Regions from separate parts of the Mus musculus genome. Here all the other regions are linked to region 1. The links are chromatin contacts, called in public targeted proximity ligation maps. All regions are on one chromosome and are shown on one strand. The core of a region is the stretch at or near the end of the contact, and the rest is flanking DNA. Distances in the headings are between cores, read along the strand shown.

The links.
Region 2: a targeted proximity ligation map of memory CD8 T cells shows a contact between it and region 1, with 24 read pairs. A contact is called at or near these places in 2 of 130 datasets of targeted methods (bone marrow-derived macrophages and memory CD8 T cells).
Region 3: a targeted proximity ligation map of memory CD8 T cells shows a contact between it and region 1, with 70 read pairs. A contact is called at or near these places in 1 of 484 Hi-C or Micro-C datasets (reprogramming fibroblasts) and 1 of 130 datasets of targeted methods (memory CD8 T cells).
Region 4: a targeted proximity ligation map of effector CD8 T cells shows a contact between it and region 1, with 10 read pairs.
Region 5: a targeted proximity ligation map of memory CD8 T cells shows a contact between it and region 1, with 31 read pairs.

Annotation. Positions count from the first base shown.
Region 1 is chr19:5,842,885-5,846,835 of GRCm38.p6, forward strand. Neat1 (nuclear paraspeckle assembly transcript 1 (non-protein coding)) reads right to left here and starts at 2,594. Exons shown (of 1, transcript NR_131212.1): 1 at 1-2,594.
Region 2 is chr19:5,086,609-5,090,469 of GRCm38.p6, forward strand. Yif1a (Yip1 interacting factor homolog A (S. cerevisiae)) reads left to right here and starts at 1,930. Exons shown (of 8, transcript NM_026553.4): 1 at 1,930-2,140; 2 at 2,811-3,022; 3 at 3,164-3,268; 4 at 3,396-3,474. The coding sequence starts at 2,110.
Region 3 is chr19:5,271,136-5,275,178 of GRCm38.p6, forward strand. It overlaps Pacs1 (phosphofurin acidic cluster sorting protein 1), which reads right to left and starts at 1,984. Exons shown (of 24, transcript NM_153129.3): 1 at 1,404-1,984. The coding sequence starts at 1,753. Sf3b2 (splicing factor 3b, subunit 2) reads right to left here. Exons shown (of 21, transcript NM_030109.2): 19 at 3,929-4,028; 20 at 3,657-3,842; 21 at 2,786-3,392. The coding sequence ends at 3,321.
Region 4 is chr19:5,293,503-5,297,736 of GRCm38.p6, forward strand. Sf3b2 (splicing factor 3b, subunit 2) reads right to left here and starts at 1,953. Exons shown (of 21, transcript NM_030109.2): 1 at 1,760-1,953; 2 at 1,539-1,585; 3 at 797-874. The coding sequence starts at 1,892.
Region 5 is chr19:6,398,016-6,401,831 of GRCm38.p6, forward strand. Rasgrp2 (RAS, guanyl releasing protein 2) reads left to right here and starts at 2,526. Exons shown (of 17, transcript NM_011242.3): 1 at 2,526-2,636; 2 at 3,706-3,816. The coding sequence starts at 3,776. Pygm (muscle glycogen phosphorylase) reads left to right here. Exons shown (of 20, transcript NM_011224.2): 20 at 30-449. The coding sequence ends at 179.

The sequences.
Region 1 (3,951 bases), core at 1,344-3,843:
TGTATGTGTTGTATAAGGCATGACTCCCATATGAAATTCCTTTAGATAGCAGCATTGGAATTCTTAATCACACAGTATGACAGAATTTCAATAGAGACCCAGAAGAGTCTGCCAACCTCCCCATACTATGGTTTCAGAGCCCACAACGGGAGGCGTTTACAAGCCCCTCCCCAGCTTCACTTCTTGGCAATCAGCTTCCCCCCACCAGGCTCCACCCCTGTGGCCTGCCTAGGTCAGGGTAGTGACAACCATCTATTGAGCAACTAAGAAAAGCTTTTCAATGTCACCCTTCCCCATTCAACAGTGAAGCAAAACAATTTTGCTCTTCCCCTTGTAGGATTTTGGTATTTTCCAAGCAACTGCATCTCAAAGTAGTGCCACCTGCAGGGATTTACCATCAGCCTTTAGATTTTCATGTGAACTATTTAGTTCCCAAACTGTTATTCCCATCAACCCACGGTTCCAGGCACAATCCTCACCCGCACCCCGACTCCTTCAACCCACCAATGCCAAGCTGAGCCCTGCTTTCTCCCACAAGTCCCATATCTGGTGCCAAAAGTATTATTCCCAAGCTTGATCCATAACTCAGGTTTCACCTTGGAAGGCCATTGTTTCAGGACACTGTCATCTGAGCAGGGCTGTGAACCCAGGCCAGCCTGGTATACACAGCCAGGCCCTAAGTCATAAAAGCTAATGAACAAAAGGGGCCAGAACCACTGTTGCCACTCAACCACCCAGTATCAAATCCACACCCTGGGAGAGACCATTCCCAGGGACCACTTCGGGCCCACGGATCCCTTTTAGTCCAGAAGACGTCCCAAAGCCCAAATTAGATACGGCATCTACCAAGTCGGCAGAATTTGTGGCTAACTTGCGCCTTCCCACTGTTAAACCACAAACCCTACCCATTTTACAACCAGCTCCATCTAAGGAAGATTCCTCCACACCAGTCATTTACAACCCAACAGCTTTCCCCAACACCCACAAGTTTTCAGTTAAGAATCCCTCTGACCAATGCAGAGGCAGGCAGGCTGCAGAAGCAGGGAAGGTGGGCGAGGTCACTGGGGTCCCGATCTACAGTGCAGCACGCTGCGCAGACGTTAAAGTGTCCTACACCTTACGCAATCTTCTCGAGGCCAAGTTCGCAGCACAGAACTACAAAGGCTGGATGGAGGCTTGTTTAGAAGATGCAGCAGTCGAACGCCTCTACCCCCATGAAAAAGGGTGCCTGCTGCCATTCATGCATCCGCAAAGAATGATGCTCCCAGAACAAGACATTCATCTGGAACATTCACAGCCGACGGCCCCTCCGGCTGGAAGCACCTGCCCACCCCCTACAAGCTGACTTCAACGATGGCCTCCTGAGCACAGGGCTTCCTGAGAAAGGCCTGGACCCAGGGCAGGGACGCGCTTCCTAAGCCTCTGGAATTCACTGTGTAGGCGTCAACCGAGGCCGCTGTCTCCTCCAGGGTGAGCCCTCCTGCACTGCTACGACTCACACTGGCAGGGGCTCCATATCTCCTGGTGCCATCTGCTTGCCATGGTGAACACTATAGTGATAAACCACGTCCATGAAGCATTTGGGTGACCGGAAACATGGCTGTGAGCCCACCCCAGGGTCCACACTCACGTCCCGCCCTCTGTGAATCAACACCATCCCTCCCCGCCCAGTCAGGGTGTCCTCCACCTTTACCAAAATGCCGTGCCCAAGACTCCAGCACCGACTCTACATCCTCCACAGGCTTACCGGACGACCCAGGGGCAAGGTTTTAAGTGACCCCTTAACCTCAGAGTGAGGGGCAAGAGTAGGGAAGAGTGAGACCACAGAAGAGGAAGCACGGAACCTAGGCAAAGTCCAGAGAGGGCACTGCTATCTGAAAAATAAAGTTGTGATTAATGTGGCCCCAAGACTTGCGCCTTCAATCTCCATGGTCCCCGCCTGGCAGACCTGACAGTAAAAACAACTTGTCTCTGCAGCCTCCTCCGGCCTCCCCTCGCACCCCGAAGTGGGTGCAGACAGGCCACACCCAAATTACATACCACCCTGGGCCAGAGCTGTCCGCCCAGCGAAGCTAAGTCCACCTTCCATAAGACCAGGCCTCATCCCCAGGTGGGTTCACAACCCCTTATCTGGAAAAAAAGGGGTCTGCTGGTTTTGTCAAGATCAAAGGCGACCTCCACTACGCACCTAGTCCTGCCCCACTGCCTGTCCTCTATGATTTCCGGGGCCTTCAAGGGCCCCCAGTCCACCCGTCTCCATCAACTGCTGCTCTGCCACTCAAGTTAGGACACTGCCCCCATGTAGGCCTGTGAAACTTGTGCCCTCCTGGACGTCAAGTGCCAGCAGACAGCAGGGATAGCCTGGTCTTGAAAGCTGCTGGTTCTTTGTGGATTGTTAAAGGCGCTTTGGAAGCTGCCTTCCACACGTCCACTGTCCCAAAATCTAGTCTCCTTTATACTTAGCCCCGCTTCTCCTCGCACCCCCATCCTAGTGGCTGCCTCTAATTCTGCCACCTCTCTCATCTGAGCCCTGAACTGGCCACTGCCTCCCCACCACTAGCCCCAAGAGCGAGCCCTCCTTGTCACTAACTCCTACAGGTGGAGGTTACAACTTTTGCTTTTATACTCTTGTGTCGCGTCACCCAAACACTGCTAAACGGAACGATTCCTCCACGGGCACTTAAAAAAAAGTTCCTCCCCGACCTAGCCACAGAGCCAAAGGAGCCCACGAGGGGCGGGTCATGGCCTCCGTCAACCGCCACTCCCTCAGATTGCTCAATGATCCTTTTCTGCTCCTAGCGGTGCGTCACAGGATGAAGGGCATATCCAAAGATGATATTTGGGCGGTGAACACCACCGGGGATAAGTAAGTCCCCTTTGCTGCTGAAGGGTAGGGTCAGCTGTTGGGGAAGAGGGTCACACCGAATGTCAGCGCTGAAGGAAAAGTACACGGGTCGCCTCAGGTCACCACGCCCCGACGAGGTCCGAAAGTAGGGCCGGCAGAAAGCCTGGAAAATTCCACTCGGTGGCGGAGGGATCTCTGCGGTGGCGCGTCAGGCGGTAGGGGTGGGGGGGTTGGGGCGGGACCGGGCGCGTGACTTCTCGGGCGTTGCCGCCGCCTGCTCGCAGGGTGACGTCAGTGCGGGCAGCAGCAGGGTGGGGGTGGGGAAGAACTATCCCAGCAGCTTGGGTGGAATGCTTAATTGCGTCTAAGGTTAATTAAATTGCGGGAAAGGTGGTTGCAAGCTATGATAAAGCAAGACTTTTGTATGGTACACATGCATATAGAATGAATGTGTGTATGTAATGTTTATGGTTGAAGAGCGCCCAGTACAGTTAAGTGATTTTAGAAAACATTTTTGCTTTTGGGTGTGGTATAGTGAGAAAAAATATTTTTAAGCTGCATTTCTCTGCGACAGTGTATGGTGGAGTTCAAGGCGTGGGTTTAATGACCACTGGGGGAGCCAGGCTGGCTGTCTACTTGGGGTGGGGTCCAGCACAGGTCCAAAAGCAAACGTTGTCCACAAACAAGGGCTTAGTGAGGGTTTTGAAAAGGGGAATTGTCACCGCCCATGTCAGTGAGGAGCTCGGACAGTCTGACAACCCCCCACCCCCACCCCACCCCGCCATGAAGCATCTACTCAGCTCTTCTGCCACCTGCCTCCACATCCCCCCCCCCCCATACTCCCCAAAATAAAAAAGCTGGTTCAAGCACGCAGAATGAAAAAGGCAGCTGGCAGAATTAACTGCCCGGAAGTCTCCTCCCAGGCTCGACACCCACTCTACAAACAAAACCACCCAGTGACAACAGGCTCCCTTAGCAACCCGGAGGAGGGAAGGAGGGGGTTGTTTTCCGGCCTCTAGCATATGGAATCTGCAAGCAAGGCCCGGCCTAGACTGCACCCTCCCGTTCCCGGAAAACTGGTGACTCTCTCTCTCATGTGACCAGCA
Region 2 (3,861 bases), core at 680-3,179, 760 kb before region 1:
CATGGTCAAGCCTCCGTTCCCTTTGTCCCTCTGTAAGGGCTAAAGTGATCCCCCCTTTTATTTTTATTTTTTAAAGGTGTATTTATTTTATGTATGAGTGCTCTATCTGCACGTACACCTGCATGCCAGAAGAGGGCATCAGATCCCATTACAGATGGTTGTGAGCCACCATGTGGTTTCTGGGAATTGAAGTCAGGACCTCTGGGTTTTTTTGATTGTTTGTTTGTTTGGTTGGTTGTTTTTTTTTTTTTTTTTTTCTGAGACAGGGTTTCTCTGTATAGCCCTGGTTGTCCTGGAACTATTTTGTAGACCTCGAACTCGTGATTTTGTAGGCTGGCCTTGAACTCGTGATCCTCCTGCCTCTGCCTCCTTCACCAAATCCTACCGGCGTACGCATCCACAACTGGCAAGATTTATTTATTTATTTTATATATACAATACACAATAGCTGTATAGATAGTTGTGAGCCATTGTGTGGTTGCTGGGACCTTCGGAGAGCAGTCAGCCAATGCTCTTAACCACTGAGCCATCTCTCCAGTCCCGATCTCCCCCCCCCCCCAAAATTAATTACATGTTAAATGTATTTGTTCTGTGTATCTCTCTCTGGGCGGGATGGTGCAAAGAGGTGCACTTTAACATAGCTCGAGTGTACAAATCGGAGGAAGATTTTTCGGAGTTGGCTCTCTTCTTCCACCGTCTGGGAATTGAATTTAGGTTCTCAGGCTTGGCAGTCTGCTGAGCCATCTCACAAGCAAGCTAACATGACTCTTAAAGGATTTGGACAAATGGATAAAAAGGGAAAGGCATATCTCCCGCATCCCAGGCGGAGGAGCAAAAGCAGCTGTTGGACAGCATGGGCTGAGTTTGGGGATCAGAAAAGTCTGACCTTATGCAACTAAACGCTGAGTAGTTAGTCAGCTGTAAGTATCCGAGGGTGTGTCATGCTATCTAGAGAATAGTACCTGACAGTCTGTGAGAGAGGGACCCTTGGAGGGATTGTCTCCAGCGACGATGGGAGTGGTTACAGCCTGGGTGGGAAGAAAAGAGCCTAGGAGACTAGGAGTGAAGCTTACGGGCCTCACTTGGAGATCACAGGACTGGTGATGACTCAGGAGACCTTCAGGAGACAGGTCACTACACCTCTGCCTCCCAAATCTCCCGGACCACTGGAGAAAGCGATGGAACAAGGCCCAGTACAGATTCCTGTCCCATGTATACCACCAGGACTTCGTATCTTCTGGGTGGTCTCAGTTTCTGTCTCCTGCCCCATGCGTGAGCGCGTGTGTGCGTGTGAGTGCGTGTGTGCATAACGTATTGAGCGCGATTCCAAACCCTCCCAGCAGAGGCCCTCGGGGATGAGCCCAGCGGCGGACTCTACAGGGCATTTTCAGCACCAGCCGACGGACAGCACCAGTTCTGAAAGGAGTGGGAGGGCGGAGGAGGAGTCAGCGTTCCAGGGCTCAGGGCCGCGCTGTCACTCTCCCGGTGCGGGCAACAACAACAATTTCTAGCAGGCCGGAGCTCCAAAACAGGATGGAGTGAATTGGAGGAAAGAGCACAGAGTAGGGGCAGGGATCAGTCAGAGCTTGACCGACCGCCGCATTCCTCTTGGACTGCATTGCGGCGGAGCCAGCTTTGTGCCCTGACTAGTTGGGTCGGTCAGGACTTTAATCTTCCTATTGGCGTAGTCGTGGCAAGGAGCGTCAAGCGCCTCTTGGCGCAGACGCGGAACTAAGTTACAACTCCTTCTCACCTATTGGCTGGTAGCGCCGCAAATTAGCCAGCCTACTAGTCAATCCGAGAACATCTTGAGTAGCTCCGCCCCCTATCTGTCGGAAGTTGAATATGACAAAACCCGATTGGAAGAGAGCTCACCAGTAGCCAATTGAAAGTGTAAAGGGGGAGAACCAGCTCTTCCGACGAGCCAATGGTAGACAGCGAAGTGTGACGCCAAGGACATGGCGGCCGCGATCGGACAGCCCTGGGACGTGTCGGGCCGTCGGGTAACTTCGGTCAGGACCAGGCAAGAGAAGTAGCTGTTTCAGTAGTGTTCGTACCCACGACTCAGCGAAGTACCCACGACCCTTGGGTAGAGCGAACGTCACGGCCATGGCTTACCATTCGGCATATGGAGTCCACGGTGCGTGAGGAGTGGGGAGGGCGGGGCGCGGCCTGGCAGCGGGGAGCCAAATACGCTGAGAGACCCACTGGTTCTGTTGGAGAGGGTCTGCAGTGACCGCTGCCCAGGGCGGGGAGAGTGTCTCTCGGGTTCCTGCCCTGCCACACTGCAGCGTGTCCTGGACTTCGCCCTTACTAGCCAGTCCTGAGATCAGGCTGCGACAGCACTACTGGGATCCTCAAGTCTAATCCTGCTTGTACCGAATTTGCCTCCAGAACTTCCTTTCCCTCTTACAACTCGGGCAGCATTCCTGACCACTGTCCAGGGACTCCGAATAGCCAATATTGCCTTTTCTACCTGTGTTAAGTCAAGGAATGTCTTTGCGGTGATTGTGCCCAAGCAAACGTCTTTTCACTCGCTAGTACTCAGAGATCATTTCCCTTGAGAGACTTCCTAGAAACCCCAAATGGGTAGCCATGTTTAGGCACACCTTTCCCACTGCATGCAGTAAATGATCCCCCACCCTGACCCCCCGAAGGATAGGAGATCGACTTTAAAACTCATCCTGCCTTTTCCTCAATTGTTCGGTGCCTTAGGACCTATGCACAGCTTCCCAGCCTGGGGAAAGGGCAGTGGTCTGGGTTCTTGCTCTGTAATTCTGTAATCTACTTTGGTCCTCTCACACCTGCAGGTTCCAAGCATAGGACCCGGGCAGCTCCAGACCCTCCTCCACTCTTCGATGATACAAGTGGTGGTTATTCCAGCCAACTGGGCGGATACCCAGCCCCAGGAGCTGATGTAGCCTTCAGTGTCAACAACCTGCTTGGAGACCCAGTGGCCAATATGGCAATGGCCTATGGCACCTCCATAGCATCCCAAGGGAAGGACATAGTGCACAAAGAGGTGTGCCCTGGGCTCCCGGGAGGAGGGAGGCAGGGCTTCTGGCCAGGGTTGGGGTGTCACAGGATCCCATCTTACTCCCCAGGCATCCTTTAGGAAGGATCACGGTAGGGCTCATCCATAGCCTCTTCTCTTTACTTCCAGCTGCACCGTTTTGTGTCCGTGAACAAACTCAAGTATTTTTTTGCTGTGGACACAGCCTATGTCGCTAAGAAGCTAGGGCTATTGGTCTTCCCATACACACATCAGGTGAGCTTCCCACCAGGAGAGCTGGCCAGCCTCTCCCCACTCGCGGATAACCTGACTGATCATCAGATCTCAACCCTCTCTCTCTTTCTCTCTGCTCCTGTTTACCCGACCACCTCGCCACGGCCAGAACTGGAAAATGCAATACAGCCATGATGTGCCTCTGCCCCCGCGGAAAGATCTCAATGCCCCTGACCTCTATATCCCCAGTGAGTCTCTGATGTGGGGCTTGGCCACAAAGGGGACTTGTGCCTTGAGCATAGTTAGGAAGACGATTCTGTTAATGACCCAGCGTTCATTCCTGGAGCTTTCCACGTGGGACTGTTACTAGACACTAAGTTGACAGGATGACCAGTAGGAAACTTCCTGAATGACCTTGATTTTTTTTTTTTTTTTTTTTTGGTTTTTCGAGACAGGGTTTCTCTGTGTAGCCCTGGCTGTCCTGGAATCCTGGAACTCACTCTGTAGACCAGGCTGGCCTCGAACTCAGAAATCTGCCTGCCTCTGCCTCCCGAGTGCTGGGGTTAAAGGCGTGCGCCACCACGCCCGGCACTTTCCTGACTTTTAAAGTGGACCCTGTCTCTCTCCAGCCTGGA
Region 3 (4,043 bases), core at 734-3,233, 570 kb before region 1:
CTCCAAAAAAACGTTGAAGCCAAGAGTAGTGGTGCACACCTTTAATACTAGCAACTGGGAAGGCAGGAGGCAGGCAGATCTCTGTGAGTTCCAGGCTAGCCAAGGCAAGTAAGATCCTGTCTCAAAAACAAACAAACAAAAATAAAAAACACACAAAACTAAAAAATATATTTACAGACTTATATGTAGTACACTGTAATGGGGGGGGGGGCATAATTCAGAAGTGTGTAGGGGAAGCCAGAATGTAATTCAGCAAGGAACCTGGAGAGTTTGACAGGTGGGGTAATGTTCTATATTTTTCAATAAATGACATAAGAAAGATGTGCTTGTGTCATCATTTTTCATGCCCTATATATTGGTACAATGTTGTGGTGTGATGTTGTTCAAAATAAAGGGAGAGAAAGAAACACCAGCAGAGTTGAGTTGAGGGTGGAACCCCACAGGGCACCCAATCTCTGGCTTACAGGCACATCCACCTGCTCTGCTGGACTCACAGGGTAAGAAAGAACAGAACCTGAGAATCAACTCGGTTTAGAAGCACAAAATGAACACCTCCAGGCATTTCTTTGTGCTTACTGGGCAAAACCAACCCTGCAGGCTGTCTTAGCATAGGGTCAATCCAACACACTGTCCCCAAAGAAGTATATACAACAACTGCTTTGCCATAGAGAAACAAGCATAATTTTTTGATGCAAGTTTTCAGATAGTTCCAATGGACAGAAAAATGGGTTGAATTTAGGAACAAGGCAGTCATTTTACAGAGCTCATAGGAACCTGGAGACTCTGTGACCAGTATCTAGTGGAGGAGGAAATGAAAACTTGCATTTAAGAACACATTCAACTGATGTCCAAACTAAGAGCACAGAGTACCCAGAGAATGTGTGTAGCATGAAGAACATATGAATGTATGTACTGAACCCCCAAGTGTTAACCAGCTTTACCTGCAACAGGTGACAAATGAATTTGGCACATGCTAAGTACGTTGGGAAAGAACTATATCAAAGCCATCTTTACCACATCTGTGTAACATTAACATATGTACAGCCCACGGGCGCCAGTGAGGCAGGAAGAAGAGTGACTTACTGACCGTAAGGAAGGCCAGATTCGGTCAGACCCAGCCAAGGAAGGCCACTGGGCTGGGTCCCCGAGGCCACCATTGCTCCAGGAGGACAGGAGGGTGGTTCGAGCCAAGGCGGAAGGTGGGACTGCTGGAGAGGGCAGGCCCACACAACAGTCTTGGAAGGCCCAGGAGAAGACAGCCCCCACCCCCCAAAGCCAAGATGAGCTAGGAGTGGAGGACGTACCCTCCACTCGCCCCGGAGAGATGGGGAGGCGGGGCCTGTCACAGAGCCAGCCTGGCGGTCCCCTAGGCCAACACCTTTTCCCAGCCGCCCGTTGCTCACCTGGGCACGCAGCTGGATGAGCTCCGGTCCACCTCCCAGGTAGCATACAAATTCATCTGCACTGGGGCGGGGGTGCGGCCTGGTCCTGGACCGCCCGGAGGCGCAGAGCCCGAGGCCACCGCGACGGCCATGGAGGTGGAGGTGGAGGAGGACGAGGAGGAGGCGGCCGCAGCCGAGGTGGACGAGGAGGACGAGGTGGCCTGGGCCAGCTTGGGGGGCGTCGGCTGTTGAGGCTGCGGCGGCTGCTGCTGCGGCTGCTGCTGCGGGGACTGGGCGACCCCAGAGCCCCGCTGACTGCTGCCGCCCCCGGAGCCTCCGGGACCACCGCCCGCCCCTCCGCGTTCCGCCATGGCCTGGCCAGGGGAGGAAGGGGCGCGGGGCTTACGCAGACTGAGGGCACGCGAGCGACTCTCAGGCTTCCCCCCGCGGCGGCAGCGGCTCAGCGCGTCTCCTCAGAACGCCCGGCGGAGCGCGAGCCACCAGCGAATCTGCACGCACGCGCGGGCTTTCGCTGCGCGCGGTCCTCGCGCTCGCCCGCCGCCGCCTGTTGCGGCCCGCGAGGCCCAGACACTGGGTGGGCGTGTCCGAAAGGGGCGGGGAGCCGCGGCCCCACCCAGACCGGCGCCGAGGGGCGGGGCCAGACTCGCGCTCGGCCCCGCGGCCCCCGGGAAGGGGCTACAGCCCGCGCGCTCTCGCGGCGCGGCCCTGGAGTCCCTAGCAGGCCTCGGCGTGCAGGCTCCGCGCCCCTCCTCCCTCCGCCCTCCTCGGGCGGCTGCTACCCCGCCAGCGGAAACCCGGGTTTTCCGGGGCGCGGTCCCGGACCGGAGAAGACTGTACGAGAGCGCGCTCAGCCCCTGGGATCTGCAGTACACGTAGTTCTGGTCACGCGTTGCATGGAAATCGGATAGCCCGCTGTGGCGACCCCTTCTGTGGTTATTTCGCCCACTTCTGCAAAAGAAGCAGTAGGTAGAGATCCAGGGGCCGGCCACCACCTAAGGAGCTTAAGTTCCAGCTTGACTGTGGGCAGGAGCCAGTTGAGCTAAGGTTGTCTAGGTCCAACAGCCTTTCTTGGTACAGCGCCCCCGACACAGCCTTCTTTACAAAAGTCCCAGAGTGCCTCGGTGCTTTCTCAATTTCTAGAATTCTATTTCTCTCAAGGCCTGATCAGCTGCCATCCCCACACACCCCCACCCTACCTAGAGCTCTTGCACTCTCCTACACCCACACCTTCTCCCCAGTACTTGAGCAAATGTTATGGAATCCTGTGCTCCAACCTAGTCTAGTTTTTCAAAAAACTTCTCAGAACTCAGTGACGAAGACAAAACAAGCCCTTCAAACCCACCCACCCACCAACACACACACACACTAGTAAATCCAAGTAGTTAGCCAGTACTCTGGAACAATTGAGATTTTATTTAGAGACAGATGTTCTCCAATAGGTAAGAAATCGGCCTTTCTGCCACAAGGTCAATGAGGAAGGCCTGACCTGGCCTACTTCCCTAGCCTACAGTTACTTCCCAGCCTAGCCACGGTGCTAAGCTGGCTATTTTTATTCCCCACGGACAAAGCAGTAAGGTCAGACCAGACCCAAAGGTACCTTCAGCAGAGCCTTCACACACAGGAGGGGTAGGGATAGTGAACTACCCACAAGTTCAGTTCAGAACTACAGTCCCATAGTCCTATGGGCCATCTGTGATTACAGGCAAGAAGTAGATGCTTTTGCAGAAGCTAAAAGAGAGAGAGGTTCAAGAGCGCCTGTATTCATCCTTCCTTGGGAAACAGCTTTATTTACAAAACAAGTCTAAAATAAGAACAGGAAGTGACGAGCCTAGGGAGTCCAGATCTAGCTTTAGGGAGCCACAGAGAAAGCCCAGACATACAAAGAGCCTAAAGGCAGGCCAGCTATGCGAGCAGGACCTAAAATTTGAACTCCTTGTATTTCTTGCTGCCCCCACGGCTGTCCTGGGGCTGAGCTTTCCGTTTCTTTTGCTGTAGGAGAGAGAGAGAGAGAAGTTACAATAGGTTAGACAACCCCAGACAGGAGGCAGCCTGACCCAGACATAAAATTAAGGTAAAAAGCACTGAAACCACACTCTCCTCTCCCCCTGAGAGCTAAATGACTTCCTTCCTCTTCCTGAACTTAAGAGACTGCCACCAATGGAGCATCTCGGAGACCTTCAGGCACCGAGTCCACCCGCCTCTCCCTCCACCAGAAAGGACAGCCCTCCTCCTAGGCCCACAGGTTGCTCCCACCTTCTGCTTAGCAGCATGCTCAGCCACCATGTCGCTGAAGTCTTCCTTCTCTACTTGTGCCTGCTGCTCCCGAACGTGCTCCTCGTACTTCTGCGTCATGGCCATGGGGTCCAACTCCAATTCCTCAGGCGCCAGCGCTACTTCCACACCTTGCAATTCAGGGGCTGGGCCCTTCCGGCTCATAACCTGAAAAATTCAGAACCTTATTATCTCCAGACTCTCAGAAACGCGGGCTCCATCTCAGTTACAAAACAATGTTCTCCAATGCTTACCGTGGACATGTCATAAATGTGGGTGGATCCCATCATGGCTCCCCCAACAGTGGCTGTTCTCTTCTCTGGCAATACAGTGAATAACTGAGGTGTCTCACTTCTGCAAAGGACAAGA
Region 4 (4,234 bases), core at 703-3,202, 550 kb before region 1:
TCTCTGAAAAAATATGAGGAACATTCATATTACATTTTGCATTCAATTTAAGGAGGTACAAGGACACCTCTAAAATCCATACAGGAACTTCACAAAACACACATACACAAACACACCAATAAACTCCAGGTCAAAGCCACAACTTTAGAGGAAGAGAAACAAATACTAGAATCAGAAAGGACTTAAAGAAATAGGAACTAGGGCTGGATAGATGGCCAAGCAGTTAAGAGCTGCTCTTCTATAATATCAGGGCTCAATTCCCAGCACCCCGATGGAAGCTCACAGTTCTGTAACTCCAGCCCCAGAATGACCCAACGCCCTTCAATGGCCTCCTAAAACACTGCATGCACGTGACGCACAGGTAGAAACTTGGACAAAATACAAATTCAGACAAAACACTTATATACATAAAAATAAGTTAAAAAAAAAGTAATAACCAACATTCCAAGGCATAGGATATCTACGTTGTACTAGATGCAGGGAGTATATTATTCAAGTCAGGGCATTATCCTTTACCGTTTCAATAACTTTGGGAGCTATACCTGGCAGGAGAAAGCATGACCACTTCCAGCTGAGAAAGGATCAAGGAACATTTCCAGATATTCTAGTGGAATCTTGAGTGATAAGTCAAATTTGGAGGAGTAGACATTGGGGATTAAAACAGTAGCAGCACTAAATCAGAAGTGAAGAGGTCACAATTTTGTCTCCTTAGACCTCACCCTTAACTTACGGTCCCATCTGCTAGCTCAACACATGGCTATCCTGAGCAGAAAAGATCCTCGAAGCAATCTCTTACCTGTGCTGACATAGGAGGAGGAGCCGCTTTGTCCCCATCTTCTCCTCTCAAAACTGGTCGATTCAGGACAATGCCCGTCTACAAGAAAAAAGAGAGCTCTAGGTCAGACTACAAGGACGTATTCCATTACATAACCTCCTCTTCCATTTATTTACTTAACAAAATGTACCCAGTGCCCACTTGACAGAGACTGGGGCTGGAACCTGAGAAAAGCAACAGGAGTAGAAGTAATTACAATAAAGCAAAACCAAGAACTGACAAAATGGTCAAGAGCCGGCTTGCTGCGTTGAAGTACACAAAAAAGACCTAGCCCGGTGTGCTGGAGCACTCGGAAGGCAAACGCATTAGGATCTCTTAAGTTTGAGGCCAGCCAGGGCTACACTGAGAAACCCTATCGCGAAAGAACAAACAAAAAAAGTATATGAAACGAAGATCCAGCCGCGGAGTGGTGGCGCACGCCTTTAATCCCAGCATTTGGGAGAGGCAGGCGAATTTCTGAGTTCCAGGCCAGCCTGGTCTACAGAGTGAGTCCAGGACAGCCAGGGCTATACAGAGAAACCCTGTCTCAAAAAAAAAAAAAAAAACCAAAAAAAAAAAAAAAAAGAAAAGAAAAAGAAAAAAGAAAGAAGAGAAGAGAAGAGAAGAGAAGAGAAGAGAAGAGAAGAGAAACGAAGATCCATCCGTGAGTAGTCTTAAAGGCCTCCAGGAAAAGTGAGACCTAGCCTGCACTGACAACACTCACCTGACGGGTGTAGGTCTGCAGCCGCTCTACTAACTCCTCGCGACTCCCTATAGGACGAAGCACAGAATCAGGGGGTCAGCATCACCTCGAGCAGGCCAATTTGGCGAGGTCAGGTCCCACAGGCCTGTCTCCGCCCCCCGCCCCGTGGGTCTCCTGGGTAACCAAGCTCCACTTCGCCACAAGCCCACGCAGGGCCCCTCTCGACCGCCTCTGCGCCTCACCCTGGATCGGCGCTCCTATCTCTGCCAATCTGGCCTGAAGCTCCTGCGCAGCCCAGGCTCCATAGTGGCCTGGAGGTGGAGGCGGTGGCAACTGCAACTCTCCTTTGGGAGGTTCGGGATGCTCCGCCGCCATCTTAGCCACAAGAAGGCGCGAGACCAACACGGAAGCTCGGGTCAGCCGCCGGGCCTACTTCCAGAAACTTCCGGTTGCGTAATCCACGTCCCGCGGTGATTGGAGAGAACTTGGTCCAAACACACGCCCTTTCCCTTACCGGGGAATAGGAATCGCCGCCAACGGAGGTTGCAGAGCCTTCTGGGAGTTGTAGTTTGCGGATGCGCCATCTAGAGGACGAACGCTCGCTATGACATCCGGTATGCAGCAGTAGTAATACATCCGCTGCCTGGCTGCAAGAGCTTACTCTACCCAGAGCAGATGCATTCTTCTTCTCTCCTGGCCAAACACATACTAAGTCTTCTGTCCCGACACCCTTCAATGATGAGAGACCTGGGTGCTTATTTCTCCTAGGAGCTCATAGAGATTCCTTTCCGGCGCCCGAATGGGAGGTTGGTGCCGATGGCTCTGATAAAACAGTGTTTGTCTGCTCACTCCCGCCCAGGCGTGCTTGAATGGGCTGAAAGGGGATCGGAGCCGGTGGAGGAACGGACCGCCAAGCTGAGTTCCAGCTGCTGACCTGGGGGAAGGGCACTGCTAAAATAAAATCCCCTTTTGCACCTTCGAAAAAGTCTTAAATAAATGTATTCTCTGTCAAATGCTTCCTTCCCCCTTTCGAGGAATGTTCATTAATACATTTTCCACCTTTCAGGTGTTTTATTATATGTATATGTACCGCTTGCATGCCTGGTATCTGTAGAAGCCAGAAGTGTCAGATCTGGAACTGGAGTTACACTTTTGTGAATCGAACCCAGGTCCTCTGCAAAAGCAACAGTGCTCTTAACACCAATTCTCAAGCCCCAAGGTTTTTGTTGTTTAAGACAAATGTGTCCATATGTGGCCCAGGCTACCCTAGAACTTCTGATCCTTTGCAGGCTACAGATATATACTATCACACCCGATTTCATGGAGTGGAAGATCAAGAGTCATGTAGTTCAGACTGTCTTGGGACAAAATCGAGCCCAAGCCAACCTCTAGCTCTTGGCAATCCTCCTGCCTCTGCTTCTTGAAAACTGGGCTTACTGCTGCCAGCTAATCCATTGTCTTTGTTTCATTTTTAAGTCTTTCCTGTCCTTTATTCCCACCTCCATTCCCCCAAACAGGATCTGGAACTTGATCTTCTTCTATCTTGAAGTATTTAGCATCCAGGAGGCAGCTAATAAATGAGTTGGGAGGTGGGGGTATCTAACCTGGGGACTTTATATTCTTGTAGGAAAAACAAAAAAACCTCAGGACCTTTCTTGGGGCAAGACACCATGACCCTTGCCTGCCCAACATCCACCAATTTATTTTATCTCCTTCCCTCTCCTAGTTCTGCCGCTCTCAATGACAGCCTGTTTGGTTTGTGTGTGATGAATAAAGGAGAGGAACACAAATGGTCTCATTTCCCACCCACGCGCTTCAGATCTTTTCCTAGCCACCTCCGTTTCACCAGCTGTCCTCAAGGGAGGAGTAATTGGAAAGGAGGGGTGAGCAGGATGCAGGAAAGGTGGGGTCTGAGACAGACAGATAGAGTACAGCTGGTAAAAGCGGTTCTTGTTCCCTTCACCTATACCCAAATGGTGACTCTTCCCCATTGGGTTCTCATCACTACCCTACACTGGGATTGCAGACGGAACCAAAGCCGGAAAGGACAGAACTAAAGAATGAGCGGCGGTGGCTTTTCCTTGTGCTTGCCAGCTTACTCAGACAACCATTTTTAACCCAAAGGAAGTCTCTGCTCCCTGTAATCAGAGAGCCCCGGACAGGTCACCTGAGGCTGGAGGCCCCAGTATGCTCAGGCAGGACTCCAGAGGAGTCCAGGGGGAGGAAGAGGAGGAGGAGAAGGGCAGGGTCTCTAAGGCAAGATAAAAGAGCAGATGGGTCGGTAATATAACTAGGGCCAGAAAAGGACATACCAAACAGGATGATTTTTTTTTTTCATGATTGCCCTGGGATGCAGATAGGATACCAAACTCTGCAAAGAGAAAGACTGAAAGAAAACAGAAGCTGACATGCCCGTGTGCCCCTGCCTCTGAAGTCAGGATCCTTACATAATGCCCACTTATTGGCTGTGTGAGACCAGAAGGGACCAGTGCAGCCCTGTTAAAGTACCAGAGTTGGGTGGTTAACCTACCTGAAGATCCTTTCCTTGCCCAGAATAAAGGAGACAACATCCATGCCATCCCTAGAATCAACTGTGGTCTCATGGCATCTAATGTGGCTGTAGGGGGTGCCACTATTAGACACCCACCAGGAGCTCTTTCAATTAGAGCTGCTACAAGGAAACAGGTGCCCATTTCAGTGCTGAGAAGTGGCAGGAC
Region 5 (3,816 bases), core at 1,276-3,775, 560 kb after region 1:
GAACCTAGAGCTTTCCTTGCTGTCTACAGAACCCAAGAGAGTGGACACGGATGGTGATCAGGAACATAGCCACCTCTGGCAAGTTTTCCAGTGACCGCACCATTGCCCAGTATGCCCGGGAGATCTGGGGTGTTGAACCTTCTCGCCAGCGCCTGCCAGCCCCAGATGAGAAGATCTGAGCTTCCACATCAGACCCCATACCCGCCCTTGAGTCTGTTTGCAATTCCTGGGATCAGGCCCACTCCAGGAGGTGGGCCTCTGGAATTACATCTCTACCCTACCCACTTTGGAACCCACTTTCCCCAGTCTCTAGGTCCTGATGCCTAGTGTGATGAAGACCTTGCCCTCTTCATTTCCCTCAACTCCCTACTCCTTTTATGTATGGATGGGGTCTAACCAAGTGCACCCACTCCCCAATAAATCGACTCTTCCTGCTCTTCCTTACTCTTCTCTGTTGCAAAATATTTTTAGCTCTTGGAGAGCTTAACAGCTGCTGCGCAGTCATCTCCTTACCGCCCCCCCAGCCCCCCCCCACACACCGCGGCAGGTGCATCCTCTGTGGGGAGAGAGGGGCGGCCCATAGGCGGTGTCTGGGACTCAGTCCCTTTTCCGGTGTCGCCCTCCACGCCTCTCTTCCCAGCGCTGTGTCCATACTAGGTCAGCGGCCAGCTTAGTTGGTCGGGGGCGGGGCGTCTGTCTGGGTGGGGCCCACCGGGTTAGGGAGTCGGTACTCGGGCCGAATCCTCCCGGACTACGGAGCTTTCCCCGCTGTCTGGGGGAGGGTCTAGAGGAGGCTTGGCGCCTTCTTGGCTCCGCCCCTAGCCCCGCCCCACTGCGGCGTTTTAGGGTCTCTTAGCAGGTGGCTAAAATAAATTCAAAACCAGGGGAGTGTTAGGGCTTAGGGCATTCGCAGATCGTTTAGGCGAGAACAGTGGTATATTCCCGGTTCTGGAGAAACTGAGGTATATAAGGGGCCTCTTCTGAGCCTCACATAAACCAAGATTGAAGTGCAGAGGACTGCTTCCCTCGCCCAAGGCAAGGAGGGGCAATCCTCGGAAGGGGTTTTGCGGCCCTGGGTTTCATAGTGAGTCTAAACGGCCGGAAACTGTTACCTATCCCTAGGCTAGGTGTGAGGGACATAACTGCTTGTGGCTGCCCCTCCCAAGTTCCTCGTCTCGGCCCATGCATCCAAGGCTTCCAGTTCCGAAACTGCAAAGCACCTACCCAATTTATAGACGCCTCTTTCTCTCTTGCCCAGTGGGGTGTCCCTCGCCCCATCTCTAGACAACGAACCTGGGTTCCCAGGGAGCCGCGTGTTCGTTCATTCATTCCTGGCTTTTTGAGGCTCCACTGGACCAAAACCAGCTCGCATTCTGTCCCAGCCCCTCCCCCAGGCCATCGCAAGGATCCGCAGCCCCACGCCCGCGACCTCCACCACGCCCGGGCCTCCGCCGCCCGCAGGAAGACGCCCGGGCCCGGGCAGGGTGAACCCCGTGGGAACGGTTTGTCTCGAAAACAGGAACCCGGACCGGGGGGCTGGGCGGGGCGCCCCTTCCCCACCGCAGTCCGCTTCCTGCCCCTCCCGGCTTCCTCCGTGCGACACCCAGGCGGGGCGCAGAGCCCGGGGGTGTCGCGGTGGGGGAGGGCTGCTGCACGCGGTCCCCACACCAACAGTGGCGCAGCCCCCCGCCCGCGGTTAAACTCTCTGGGGCGGCAGGGGAGGGGTTAATCTGCTTCAGGGCCCGGCGCGCGCGGGGCGAGAGGGGGAGTCCCCGGTGGAGGAGGCGCGGCGCGGGGTGCAGGGGCGGGGAGGGGGCGGGGCGGCAGGGCGCTGGGCCGCGGCGCGGAGACCGGGTGGGAGCCGCAGCCGCAGCGAGGCCGGCGGGCGGGAGCGCACGGAGGTGGCGCTGGCCGGGCAGGGTTCGGGGTCCGCGCTGCGGGTCCCAAGAGTGAGTGAGCGAGCACGCGCGCGGGTGGGGCGTGGGACACAGAGGGTGCGGCCCCTAGGGATCTCCTAGGGGCAGGCTGGCGGGGACTGCGGGTGGGTGGGGAATCTGCGGTCCTGGGTGGGACAGAGCTTGCGGAGGGGATGAGGCACTTAGAGCCACCCGCAGGAGGGGGGCGTTCGAGGCATTCCGGTGCTCGCCTGAAACGTATCTACCAGGCTCTTCCCTGCAAGTCCCCATTTGACAGATGGGAAAATTGAGGTTCAGAGAGACTAAATGATTCTCAAGGTCACCCAGCAAGGAAGTAACAGTCAGGAGGGAACGACTCTGAGAAGTCCTCGGGAGGATTCCCTAATGTAGGGGAGTCTGTGTAAGGGCGAGGTCCCTTTCCTTGGGACAAGGTTTTGGCGAGATCCAGGAATGTAAAGAACCCCAGGCTTTGGGGCTGCGAGCCCTGGAGCCTGGTTGAGGGGGGAGGGGCGGCAGAATGGGTGTGTGCGCAACCAGGGGGTATGTGGATGCGTGTGGGAGTGTACATGCGTGGAGATGCACTGTCTTTGCGTGTGTGCACACGTGTTCAGATGTCAGAGCTACTGTGATCGAGAGATCAGAGGCTGAGCTGGTTCAAGTGAACAGAAGGTCTGGGAGGTGAACTGCATTCAGGTTTGCATTCTGAAGTAAAGGACTTGGGTATGTGTGGCTGAGGATTTTCATTGCAGGTGTGCATGGGATGTGGGTGCCATTGTGTGTGATTAGGACGGGAGGTGTCTATGACCCTGGTGTGTGTGAAAAGGGTCTTCTTGCACTTAATGTAGGTCATTGGCCTTCGGCAAATACCTAGTCTAGAGAATAGGTGTTTGTTCCTGCATGGGTGCTTTTATAGTCCCCACTGATGACCAGGATTATTAATGGTGTCATGCAGGCCATGGCGCTAGCGGCCCCTTCTGGGCTCCCTACTCGGTGCTCTCACGCACAATTTAACTATGCAGCAGGGTGGGTGGGAAGGCGGGAGCCCAGGTTGGGAAGATATATGGCAATTCTGGAAGGGCTAGGACCGGACTCCTGGGACCTTAGTACTTGTGGGTTGGGAGTCCGCGGTTCCCAGGCTTTGGCTTCCCACTGACATCTCCCAACCGCAGTGGGCTACCCCTCCCACCCCCCGCCCCAGGAATGTTCTTCTCTCTAGCCCTCCTCCCCAAGGGCAGGCCCCTGGGGGATGCTACGGCCCCGCCTCCCACTCGGGGAGCCCAGGAGGGGGAGATGTAGGCAGGACTCCTGGGTTCCCTCCTCCCTCCTTCCATCCCAGGGAGAAATTCCTCCGAGGTCCCCTCAGGCACTGGGTTCCCAAAATAACCCTGCGGGGGAAGGGAGGCTGTGAAGGGAGGGGAAGCGGGAGGAGTGCAGAGTCAAGCTGTGGGGTGTTGCAGGTGCCTGTGGGGAGCAAATGCAAGGAGAGGAGGGCCCGCCAGGAGGCTTGGGGCACTAACTAACCCCTGGGGTCCTGGCTCGTCCCTTATTCTCGTAGAACCCTTCTAACCTCCCGCGACTCCGCGGGTGGGCCGGAAGCCTCTCAGCTAGTCCATTTCCCAACTAGCGAGTTGCACCATCCCGGGGCAGGACCGTTTAACCCTAGAGGGGCAACGGCAGGCAACTCCGCCCATGCCCAGCAGGGGGCGTGCCCACTCCGCCCCGTTCCTACGCGCCGAGCCGCTCCCCCCACCTCCCGCGCCTCTGCTGACTCCCACTTCTCCCAGGACAGGGGTCCGAATTGAGCACCGTGGGAGGCTCTGAGAGTGTAGCTTGGGTCTAGCCTACTGGCACCGGCAGCCATGACGAGCACTCTGGACCTGGACAAGGGCTGCACCGTGGA